4 separate regions of the Mus musculus genome follow, and all the other regions are linked to region 1. Evidence: chromatin contacts called from public Hi-C and HiChIP or PLAC-seq data. All regions are on one chromosome and are shown on one strand. Each heading gives the region's core, a stretch centred on a gene start, on an enhancer-like site or on the middle of the called end of the contact. The rest is flanking DNA. Distances are from core to core; before and after follow the strand shown. Region 1 holds the start of Cxcl1 (chemokine (C-X-C motif) ligand 1). Region 2 holds the start of Albfm1 (albumin superfamily member 1). Region 3 has its middle 17 kb from the start of Gm9958. Region 4 has its middle 10 kb from the start of Gm19619.

Region 1 (2,847 bases), core at 229-2,728:
AAACTGAACAAGCAGAACTGAACTACCATCGATGAAATGTATCCACACTGTTAAATATTAATGTAAAATAAAAACCACACACTTTGTGGAATAAATAAATACATAAATAAATAGGACCCTCAAAAGAAATTGTATAGTGTTGTCAGAAGCCAGCGTTCACCAGACAGGTGCCATCAGAGCAGTCTGTCTTCTTTCTCCGTTACTTGGGGACACCTCTGCAATCAGAAAAGAGTCATTGTTACAAATAGTCATCAAAGCCTTTCTTCTTTTATTCCAGCCCCTGAGGCTCCAGATGGGCTTTCTACATGTCTACACTTGCACCCAGAGTTCTGTACTGTCGGTTCCTGTGGAGTCAATCACTTGACTTGGAAAACAAAAACAAACAAAAACAAAAACAAACAAACAAAAACCTACTTCAGCATGGGTTAATTTACAAGTGTGACTTTAATCCTCTCTCACTCACAACTCTGTGATATAGCTGCTATTATCTCCCCTACTTGGCTTAAATTCAATAAATTATGTAACATTCACAGAGACCTTAGCCTTGAACTCAGGGAAATCTCACTGGCAAAAGAAGGCTCGGGCATGCTTTGCCAGCCCCTAAGGAGACTTTTAAAGGCTATTGGCGACTTCTCCATCTTTTAGGAACTGTTGCCACTGACCATTTGCATAGGGGTTTTGAGTGTGGTAATAATTATACACAATAGTAATTGTGTAATATACAATAGTAATTGTGTCCAAGAGGACACAATTCTCTAGCATCAGAACCAATTAATGATCTCAAATTAAGGTCAATTACCAAAATAATAACCACAACTTTCCGACCTCCTGATAAACACAGACTTTCCTTGATAGAATTAACGTTCAGGGGTCATATGCCAGTACTCCCACCCTTGACTCTAGTCTCGGGTACAAACACAAGTCACAACTCACTTTAGCATCTTTTGGACAATTTTCTGAACCAAGGGAGCTTCAGGGTCAAGGCAAGCCTCGCGACCATTCTTGAGTGTGGCTCTGCAGAGAGAAGGATAGACCCACATGTTAGGCATTCCCACTAGGAGAAGTGTGGGGGCGCGGGAGGGTTTGGGCGAGTCTGGAAGTGGCAGAAGCTAACCGGGAAGATACTCACATGACTTCGGTTTGGGTGCAGTGGGGCCCTGAGGGCAACACCTTCAAGCTCTGGATGTTCTTGAGGTGAATCCCAGCCATGGTCTGCAGGCACTGACAGCGCAGCTCATTGGCGATAGGCGCCCCTATGGGAGAAGACTCTTGGTCAGCGGGACTGTGGGAGGCTGCGCTCACCAGAGGTCCCTCCTCCCCCAGTGGCAGTGGCGAGACCTACCTGTGGCCAGGCGGCTGGTGGCCAGCAGCAGCAGCGCTGCACAGAGAAGCGAGCGGGTGGCTGGGATCATGGTGCTGTGTTGGAGTGTGGCTGGAGTCTGGAGTGCTGGAACTGGTTAGAGGCTCTGAGTCCTGTTGTGGAGCTCTAGGGCTCCCGCGAGCCCCTTTTATGCTCGAAACTCCAGAGCTCCGGGCCAGGGAAATTCCCGGAGTACAGGGTGTTTCCCTGCAACCGGAAAGGACATCGCTCCTCCCCCTTGCTCCACTCCCAAGGATTAGACTCTGGGATTTTTGCTTTTTGCCCCAAAGTCCCAAAGGGGAGGGAGTGACGTGCTTCGCTGGACAAGTGACGGCTGGGGGGTTGGGGGGGGGAGGAGTAGTGAGACTTCAGAGTCTCCAGTGCTCAGGGCGAGGTGGGTCACACGCGTTATGTGCACGTGGGCGCCACGCCACCTAGGATTCCACTTGGTGTACTACAGTGATTTGCGGGGATGGAAGCTTGTCTTGTTTTTTGAGTGTGGCAGATTAACGCATTCTTTAAAAAGACATCTACCCTCTCTTATCCCACGTGAGGTGGTTTGCTTTTGCCAACTGTTTTTGTGGTAAATCACAGTTGGTGGTTTGTATCAGGGAGGCATGTGAAGAGGGTGAGGAGAAAGATCACTGTCAAGGTTAGGTCCCTGTTTATTTTAGAATGCTGTAGCAATCTCCTCTTTGTTTTTTGAGCTTGGGAACTTCCCGAAAGTCCGAACTCCCGGTGTGGTTCCTGAAGCATCCCTACCCTGCTGTATAGCAGGTCATATTTTGTTTTGACTAAGGAAAGTCCACGGGAAAGCTGTGGGTTTTTTTCTGGGCTGAGGAGGGGGTTCCTAGATATAAAAGGCCACAGATGTCACAAGCACCAGTCTAACAGCAAAGGGCTATGGCTTTATATAACTATTAGTCTACTTGTACAACTATTTTCATGCTATCTGAATCTATCTGTATTGTAAAACTGAGTCTTTGAATATTATTATTATTATTATTATTATTATTATTATTATTATTAATTACTACTCAGGGTTACCTAGAACTAGCTATTGAACTTCCAAGCCTTCTCCTCCCACCTTCCAAGTGCTTCTTAGACTCAGGAGCCAATACACCAGACTTAGATAATTACTGACATATTTGTTGCTCTCTATTTAAACAATTTCAGAATCTGCCTGAATGCAGTCTTAGGTCTCCAGATTGTTGTCGTTATTGTTGTTTGTTTGTTTGTGTTTGTTTTTGTCATTGTTGGTATTTGAATGTAGATCCTAGCTGAACATCCATTGATTCTATGTCTCTGTGAGGGAGAACTGGAGCTATCATGTAAGAAACCCTTGGTCTGGGTGTACTCTACATGTGGAGCTACAGAGGCAGCCTGACTATTAGGATTAAAACTTCAGCTTCAACGAGTCCCCACGCAATGGTCACTGGCAATCTCTCCAACCTCAAGTATGTTTCTCATCTGTAAAAGAAAGCCAA
Region 2 (2,971 bases), core at 433-2,932, 330 kb after region 1:
GGATTTGAGGTCGAGTGAATGGGGTCACACGGGAGAGTCTGAAGGGAAGTAAGGGAAGCAGGAAATGATGTAATTGAATTATAATCTCAAAAATAAAGGACAACGTTTTTTTTTAAAAAATCAAGATGAATGGAGTCTGAAGTTCACACAGATTGCCCTCTGTTCACAGTCACACAACGGACTCTGAATTCTTTAAAGTTAGTGATTTGGTTAAACTCTTTGATTATTTCATTATAAGCTATTAGCACAATCGAAAGTAAATGTCAGGGCTAGGGAACAAAATCCCAGAGATTAATAGTCTAACGTTCTTGATTTGGCAAAGAACGAGTCTTCCACACTCTGTGAGGGAGATTGCATCTCCACCAGCCACTCACTATACACACACACACACTCATACACAGACACACACATTCACACACACACAAACATACTCTCACACACACACACTCACAGAGACACACACATTCACACACACAAACATACTCTCTCTCACAACACACATACTCACACACACACATACACACACACACACACACACACACACACACACACACACACACATACACCTCGATGGAGCTGTGTCTTTCTTCTTACACTAACGGTTTCCAAAGAACCAAGCAGCTTTCTTTTACGTAAGCAACCATTAGCAATTACCATTGCTGCACAAAAGTAAAGGTTTTAAAGGCAACTCTTTAGATTTCAACTTCTATTTATAAAACGCATTTGCATGTACGTGTGAAGTTTTAGCGCTTTGTGTGGGTACGAAGAGCGAATGAGGGGCTGGGAAAATGACTCAGTCAGTAGAGCACTCGCTGTACAATCATAAAACTGTGAGCCTGGATGCCAGGAACCTACTTTCGAGACCCAGCAAGTACCTTGAGTCTCTTATCCCATTATTGCTGCAGGAGGATCCCTGGAGCTCACTGGCCAGACATTCTAGCCAATCAGTAATCTCCAGGCTCAGTAATCGCCAGACATTCTAGCCAATCAGTAATCTCCAGGCTCAGTAATCTCCAGACATTCTAGCCAATCAGTAATCTCCAGGCTCAGTAAGAACCTATCTCAGAAAATTAAGGTTGAAGAGCAACTGAGGAAGACACCCTATGCCAACCTCCAACCTATACATACATGTGCACATACGCGTATGTACAGAACACACACATGTAAAAGATTATTAAATGAAAACACGTGTCAAGGGGTAAGCATATTGCCTTGTAATAACAGGTAATAATGTAGCTTCCAGGATTATTCCCGAGTCGTTCCCATTTTTTGCTCTATTTGAATTCACTTTAGCCAGTTTCAAACATTGGCTTAAACGAAGCAGTCTCTCATCTAGACTGGGGACAAAGAAGGGAAGCTTAAAGTGGGGTAGTCCCAGAGGAGTGGCCTCAACGTACAGGCCTGTTTCTCAGGCCATTCCACTCACAGGTGTCTAGCAAGTGTCAATGACTGTTTTTTGACAGCGATGACCACTGAGAAAGATAAGGCTCTCCACACACGTGTTAGTGACTGTCATGGTTCCTCATATAATCCTTACACATAGGCCACACAGGCAGCAGATGGGATTTCCTACCTGCATGTAGTAAACTTGTTTGGAGAGACTCACATTTACTGTAGCTGAAGAAAACAATGAAGGGTAGAGCTTTAAGAACCTCCATTGTTTCAGATGAAGTTCCGCCGTTTGAGAGGAATGATGGTGTTTATATTCTTTTCCAGCAATTATCATTAACCGTTAGCTTTTCTAGTGAATATTAGTTTTTCTTAAGGCTCCCATGGACTGTCATGAAACCGGACAAACTCAGGACAGTGAAGAAATGTCCGTGTTTGTTAATGAATACAGGAATTTAAAGCAGATCATGTCGACCTATGATATGTTTGAGATTGCAACACACAGGCCTCGTGCTAGCAAACGATGCACCTGTTTGGTAAATGCCAGTCTACAGTATCTCGTTTCATAGAAATGCCTGTTTACATGTGCAAAGTTCTAAAGAGGCAAAGAGAAAGCAAACATGAACTGCCTTTGACTGGGCAAGTGGACTGGACTCAGGTGTCAATGCCAACACTGGCATTGCCAAGACCCTGGAGAGGGGAGAGGTGGAGGGCACAGCCAAGCCAGCAAACACAAAGGACTCCTATCCCTGAGTGCTGGTTGTCAATCAGGACCATCATGTGACTTTCACTCACACACGTCACCACTGCCTAAATGGAAAATTAAGACCAATTCTTTTTTTTTCCTTGAAAATCTCAAATAAAAAGTTTAATTTTAGAATCCAAGCTCATCATTTATATAAATACACTAAAGCATAGTCCTTGCAAACTCAGAAATTCAAAAAAAAACATTTTTTTTCTAAAAGGTCAGAGGCAAATGAGTGATTTGTTTCACCCATATTTAATTGATTTGAAATGAGGAAATGAAAAACCTTTTAGAGTTATAAGCAGAAACTTTAGAGTCCGGTAAAGAATCTGATAGCTGATACTTCATGTTGATATCTTTGGGATTCTATAAAGTCCCAATGATGGTTGGGGCTTCCCTATCATAGGAAAAACAAATCAAAATGCCTAAGGCTTTTCTCATGACTGCAATAAACAAGCACTTTCCCTGTCAACAGGCGACCCCTTCAAAGTAGAATCTGAGCTATATCTGGTCAAACTGTGAGGGGTCAGTGCGTACTTCTTATGAGATGGCTTTATTGTATAGAGACACAAAAGTAAATCAGAGGCATGGAGGTTTGATCAACAGGCCATCTGTTGTCAACGTGTCATACCATGCACTGGCGAAGTCCTAAGCATGATGCTAAGACCCAGATCCAATTTCAAGGAGCTCATGAAAAACGGGGTATCTCTGAGTTAACTGGCCGTGGAAAACCTGAATGCATCATCTGACGCGGGAACCTTCTCATGACCCACACTCCGTGATATGCCCAAGTTCAGTTTTGCTTTCAGATGCCTGGTTCTGTAACGTGCACAGCTT
Region 3 (3,008 bases), core at 246-2,745, 510 kb after region 1:
ATAATATCCTCCAGACCCATCCATTTGTCTAATAATTTCATGAATTCATTGTTTTTAATAGCTGTGTAGTACTCCATTGTGTAAATGTACCACATTTTCTGTATCCATTTCTCTGTTGAGGGACATTTGGGTTCCTTCCAGCCTCTGGCTATTATAAATAAGGCTGCTATGAACATAGTGGAGCATGTGTCCCTATTACAAGTTGGAACATCTTCTGGGTATATGCCCAGGAGTGGTACTGCTGGATCTTCTGGTAGTACTATGTGCAGTTTTCTGAGGAACAGCCAAACTGATTTCCAGAGTGGTTGTACCAGCTCGCAATCCCACCAGCAATGGAGGAATGTTCCTCTTTCTCCACATCCTTGCCAGCATCTGCTGTCACCTGAGTTTTTGATCTTAGCCATTCTGACTGGTGTGAGGTGGAATCTCAAGGGTTGTCTTGATTTGCATTTCCCTGATGATTAAGGAGGTTGAACATTTTTTTTAGGTGCTTCTCAGCCATTCCTCAGTTAAGAATTCTTTGTTTACCTCTGTACCCCATTTTAATAGGGTTATTTGGTTTTCTGGAGGGGTTTATTTTATTGTATTTGGGTTTGTTGTTGTTGTTTGTTTGTTTGTTTGTAGAGACAGGATCTTACTGTGTATCTCTGGCTGTTCTGGAGCTCACTTACATAGACACTCCAACCACTCACTCTAGGCCCTGTTCTATTTTTGGGAAAGGGGATTGGATCTTCTATTCTGATCTTTTGCTTGGTATGTTGCCTTATGTGTCAGAATCATTCTGTTTTTGTCACTATGGCTCTGTAGAATACTTTGAGATTGGGTATTGCGATCCAGTGTTTTTTTTTCTGCTTAGGATTGTGTTAGCTATTTAGAGTTTCTGTGTTTCCATGTGAGTTTTGAAATTTGTTTCTAACTCTGTGAAAAAAAAATAAATGGCATTAGGACTTTAATGGGATTTCACTGAATCTGTAGTTAGCTTTTAGCTTATTTCATTATATTAATTCTGCCTATCCATGAACAAAGGAGAGCTTCTTACCTTCTAGTGTCTTCATTAATTTTTCTTTCAACATCTTAAAGTTTTCTGTGTAAAGAACTTTCACCTCCTTGGTTAAGTTTATTTCTAGGTATTTTTTTTATAACTAATGTGAGAGAGATTTTCTTCCTTCATTTTCTTAGAAAGAAAATGGTCACAGTTATAGAGTTGATAAGTCATATGTCTTAGTCATCAATCTTACAGGGAAATTAGCTGTATAGTAAAAGTTTTATGTACCCTTTTTTCAAATCAGAAAATATAGACACAATTCCCATTGGTTTTCTTTATGCATAGTACACCACTATCTTTGATACAAGCCAGATCCTGGAGGAGATCCAAAATGACTCAAAGCAGGTATGGACATCCCTGGATACAAAGTTTCTACCGTTTGTATAGCTGCCACCACCTGGCACCACACAAGTCTCCAATGTTGATACACAGTGAGTAAGCAAGCCTTCTACTAGAAGATCAGCTGATTTCAGTATCTAGCCACAAGTCCTTAAAATGTTTTTCCTGTACCTTTCACCAGTACTTGCCTTGTTTGACAAAGTATTTCCCACTCACCACTTCTTATCATTTTCTTGCATTTCCTTTTTGCAGATCAATAGACATGTCCTCTGTCTTCCAGACTTAAGTAAGGAGCTAAGAATGGCAGCCAAGTCTTACAGAGATATCTCCAGTAGGGGGCCACCTTCCCAGGGCCACAGTGGGTAGAGAGTAAAACTACATGCAACAGTCTCCGGATCACCTTTAGAAACATGTCTGAGCTTGTCCTCTGTTCTCTTACTTTAACTGTAAGCACTCTCTCCCTTGAAGACACAACCTTCCCTCAGCCCCTTTTAAGGGCAGAACTGTGGACAGGTAAGAAAGAAGGTTTTCTCTGATGACTTTCATTTTCTTAGCAAAGCTTGAGAGGTGAGCATTTTTATAAAGTGACTGGCTAGTTGAAGCATCCATAATTTGAGCAGTATTATAGTCTATCTCTAACCAATCAGTAAGCCTTATTAACTCACTTCTACATTTTACTTGAATTCCACCACTGCTACTGACCTCCCTGCTTAGGTAATGGTCTAAGACAGCATAGTATCTTTCTTGGATCTACCAAGTTAGCCTCCAGCTAGTAGACATGTGTCCTTTGGGCTACTTCCACAGAGGCAACTAACATCTTCAAAGCACAGATCATAGCATGCTCTGAAATACATCTCCTTCCCAGTGTACCTTTCTTTGAATAAAGATAGAAATCCTTACAATACCACTCTATGACTGTCCTTTTAATTCATTTTATGGTGTGTGTGTGTGTGTGTGTGTGTGTGTGTGTGTGTGTGTGTATGTTCTGCATGCATACTTGTGCCCCTGGAAGTCAGAAGGATAGCAGATCCCTTGGAGTGGTAGTTATAGGGGGTTGTAAGCCACATGACATTAGCCCTGGGATCTGAACTGTGATCTTCTGGCAGAGCAGTAAACACTCCAACTGGTGAGCCATTCTTCTAGGCCCTCTGATTAGCCTTTGCTTGCTTCTTAGACCCACCTGGCAACATGATCTCCATAGTTCTCTGAAGTAGTGAGAATAACAACCTCTTTTCATTCTTTGGCACTGGCATGATTTAAGCTTTAGGCACATCAGGGCCCAGGCCTGATTTTGTTCACTGTTGTATCAAGTTCTAGTCCCATAATTAGTACATACATGGTAGGTTCTCAATAAGTGTCTCTTGAATACCTGAAAAATTTAGCTCACTACTCTTGAAGATGAAGAAGATGATTCAGACTCTGTGATTCCACTCACAGCAGCTACCCAGTGCTCAGGACTGTTCCTTAATCTATACAATAATGAGTTGCTTGATTTGTAAAACAGAAACTCTTCACTTTGAGGATAGATATAGATATAGATATAGATATCCTAGATTTATTGTAATAGCTCTAGCTCTTCACTAGGAATCCAGTGCCTTTGCAACCTACTCTGAATACTGAAGAG
Region 4 (2,700 bases), core at 85-2,584, 400 kb before region 1:
ATACCGGTTGAATATAATTCGAAAATGAATTTCAGATAGACAGGTTTGTTCTGTGATAAGCAGATGTACATCACGGTGACATAATTGCTTTGGCACACATCCTTCTTCTACAGTCTTCCTTCTAGCCAGGTCTCTTAACATGTATGGGCCAATCTATTGCAGTGGCGAGACCCCCTCTTTCCTTCCCTTCATCTCAAGGTATTTCCTTAGTGCCCAAAACCATGGTCAGAAAGCTACAAAGGTGATACTTTCTTAAAAAGCTAGAATTTGGAGTGGGTGGGTTCCTGGTGGCTTAGTTTCAAGTTCATGCTACCTGGCTATAATTAAATCTTTTCTTCTTCTATATCTGATCAAGCCCTGCACCTTGCCTCACAACTCCAATTCATTTGTGTCTCCTCACTGTCCCAGCATGAAAACCCTGGTTTAATCCCAATCTTCCATACTTGACTTTACACTGGAGCTCAGGAACACAGGCAACTAGACTATACCCTACGGATGGATCTCTGACTACTGAACTAAATTCCTAAATTAGGTTAAGGATCCAGCTGTGTGATAGTAATACAGAGTGATCCGGGCCTGGACAAAATAGCATCCAGTGTGAGACAAGATGTGCCAAAGATCCATTTTAAGTTAAGAAAGCCCCTCCTGGAATGGGTGGGCAAATGGAAGTGCTCAGAGAGGAACTGGTGTGCTGAGCGGAAGGAGGGTAGGCTAAGTTCAGCCTCAAGACACACAACAGGATTCAGTACCTTTGCTCTTTTTTGGAGAAGAATTAGGTTTTGGATCTGATATTTCCTTTTAGAACCGTAAATTCCTTTCTACATTTCTCTGCACAATGAAAGTCCAATGAAAGACTGAGGAATGAGGACTCAGAAACCTGCTCCTTTAAAATATCTTACTCACTTTGGCAAGGAATGAAAGGCAGATAAGTTGATACATATATTCAATCAGTGTATATGACTTGCCATAATCCCACTGGATGAAGACAGAGATTCAAGTTAAGAACTGAAGTTGTACTTAGTAGAAGGCAAATGGATATTTACGGAGAAGCAGGTGTGCACACTGAGGAGGTCTTTTTTTTTCTTTTCTGGCAGTCTTATATCTAAGTCAGCATCCTGTAATAAGGAAGAGCTTAGCATCAGATCACAAGAGGACCAGCCAACCTCACAAGGTTTATTGCCAGCTCAGGTGCATGTGACTGTCATTATTTTTCACATATGAACAGGTTTCCGTCCTAAGAGCAGAAATTGTGACTATCTGTCCCTGCAAATACTTGCCAACCAGTCCAGAGGTGACCTGTGAGCTTCCTTTCTACCTGTTTCATCACTCAGGAGAATCATTTACCAAATAGGAGGTGGCCCAGCTTTGTGCATGCCTTGGGAAGGTGACTTCAGAGAACACAGAGAACCTGAGCAATAATTTTTACTGCTTTAGGTTTTCCATAGCTGTCACGAGGCAGTGGGGTAATTAGCGGTCAAACTCTTCAGTGTAGCAGTCCTCTCGGAAAGTCCTTAGGTCAGATCATTTTTCCAGGTCAGGTCACTTCTCCTGAGACTCTGGAAAGCCCAGTCTCACTGGCGGAAATGAGGAGGGGAGTACATTGTGCAGTTAACATTAGCTTCCTCTGGGCATTACCCTGTCTTGTACCTCCAAGTCTGTGTACGACCAGGTCACCCAGAAGAGGCACATAAACTTCTAAGAGGCACATAAGCAGCATATTTCTAGATCTTTATTCCATTCCATTCTTTCACTGAACAATTTAAAAAGCAGCTATTTTTTTTTATACTCTGTATATAACAACTTTAAAAACTGAAAGCAACTCTGGAGATTCATCTCCAAAGCTTATTAGAAAACATTTCTGTCTTTGTGATTTTACCCCAATTCTAGGCTGAGTTTTAGACATATGTGGAATCTGATCGTGGAAAGCAAGCAGATCCCACGGTGTCACACATCTGTCCTTATTACTTAGCCATAAGGATAAACAAATCAATGCAATGAGAGAGATAACGTGGGACAGATTAAGAATGATTATGTTCATTAAAACATTAAAGTCAAGGAACTTTAGTTAGTTTTTACTTTGCATCTTTGTAGGGTTTAAAGTTATCTGTGATGATTCTTAGCTCTAAGACTTCCCTTTTGTGATCTAAGGGGACCTGGAGTTACCCATGTCACAGTGCGCACAGCGATCATTCACTATTTAATCCAGACTGGGCTAAGACCTGTTTTACCAGGCGAATTGTGTATTCATCTGAGGTTTGGAAGAAAACAGGAAATGAACTTGGATTCTATCTTTAATTTAGGAAAAAGACTTTTTCAACTAAAAAATAAATATTAAGATGTCATTTAAAACAGTCCTTGGAAGAAATGATGAACAGAAATATCTGTAACCCTGAGCAGGGGTAGTTTTAGGTGAAGTCAAGCAGCACGAATCCAGGGACGGGAAAGCAGTGAGAAGAACTGCACAGCACAGGAAGAGCATGAGAAACGAAGGAGGCAAATCACCGGCCTGTGGAGACTGGGGGGCTGGGCGGAGGATTGCAGCTATACCTGGGAAATAATAGTTTGATTAACTATGAAGAGAATGATAGTTTAGAAATAATTTAACACCTAACTAAAGAAGATAGCACAACATGTATAACATCACGGTCATCAGGCCACTCGTATTACAGGATGTGTCACTGAAGATCTCAGAATTAGGAG

Evidence for each region. A called contact is a pair of places that touch in the nucleus more often than the background predicts. HiChIP or PLAC-seq counts read pairs in DNA pulled down with a chosen protein or histone mark.
Region 2: a Hi-C map of liver shows a contact between it and region 1, with 5 times the contacts expected there. The contact joins the promoter of Albfm1 here to the promoter of Cxcl1 in region 1. A contact is called at or near these places in 9 of 39 promoter capture datasets (the C10 cell line, the HPC-7 cell line, embryonic stem cells and 5 more), 1 of 15 datasets of contacts at CTCF or cohesin (the NIH/3T3 cell line) and 2 of 484 Hi-C or Micro-C datasets (both in liver).
Region 3: a contact with region 1 is called in an H3K27ac HiChIP or PLAC-seq map of embryonic stem cells, with 2.3 times the contacts expected there. The contact joins the enhancer-like site here to the promoter of Cxcl1 in region 1. A contact is called at or near these places in 8 of 39 promoter capture datasets (the 3T3-L1 cell line, 3T3-L1-derived adipocytes, the HPC-7 cell line and 4 more), 7 of 484 Hi-C or Micro-C datasets (the G1E-ER4 cell line, the HPC-7 cell line, LSK cells and 3 more), 1 of 115 datasets of contacts at active chromatin or transcription factors (embryonic stem cells) and 2 of 9 other capture datasets (liver and macrophages).
Region 4: a Hi-C map of liver shows a contact between it and region 1, with 2.0 times the contacts expected there. The contact joins the enhancer-like site here to the promoter of Cxcl1 in region 1. A contact is called at or near these places in 7 of 39 promoter capture datasets (the 3T3-L1 cell line, the C10 cell line, embryonic stem cells and 3 more), 1 of 484 Hi-C or Micro-C datasets (liver) and 1 of 115 datasets of contacts at active chromatin or transcription factors (pancreatic cancer cells).

Annotation. Positions count from the first base shown.
Region 1 is chr5:90,889,876-90,892,722 of GRCm38.p6, reverse strand. It overlaps Cxcl1 (chemokine (C-X-C motif) ligand 1), which reads right to left and starts at 1,478. Exons shown (of 4, transcript NM_008176.3): 1 at 1,343-1,478; 2 at 1,130-1,253; 3 at 934-1,014; 4 at 1-215. The coding sequence starts at 1,412. The coding sequence ends at 200.
Region 2 is chr5:90,559,920-90,562,890 of GRCm38.p6, reverse strand. Albfm1 (albumin superfamily member 1) reads right to left here and starts at 1,682. Exons shown (of 14, transcript NM_001252661.1): 1 at 1,574-1,682. The coding sequence starts at 1,658.
Region 3 is chr5:90,382,033-90,385,040 of GRCm38.p6, reverse strand. No RefSeq gene overlaps it. Among named protein-coding and RNA genes, the nearest start is that of Gm9958, 17 kb to the right of the region's middle. Within about 2 kb of position 1,495, at least 33 of the 459 cell types and tissues checked have an H3K27ac peak or open chromatin away from gene starts, as enhancers often do. A contact at or near this core is called in the G1E-ER4 cell line, the HPC-7 cell line and embryonic stem cells, where this site is marked.
Region 4 is chr5:91,291,950-91,294,649 of GRCm38.p6, reverse strand. No RefSeq gene overlaps it. Among named protein-coding and RNA genes, the nearest start is that of Gm19619, 10 kb to the right of the region's middle. Within about 2 kb of position 1,334, at least 21 of the 459 cell types and tissues checked have an H3K27ac peak or open chromatin away from gene starts, as enhancers often do. A contact at or near this core is called in liver, where this site is marked.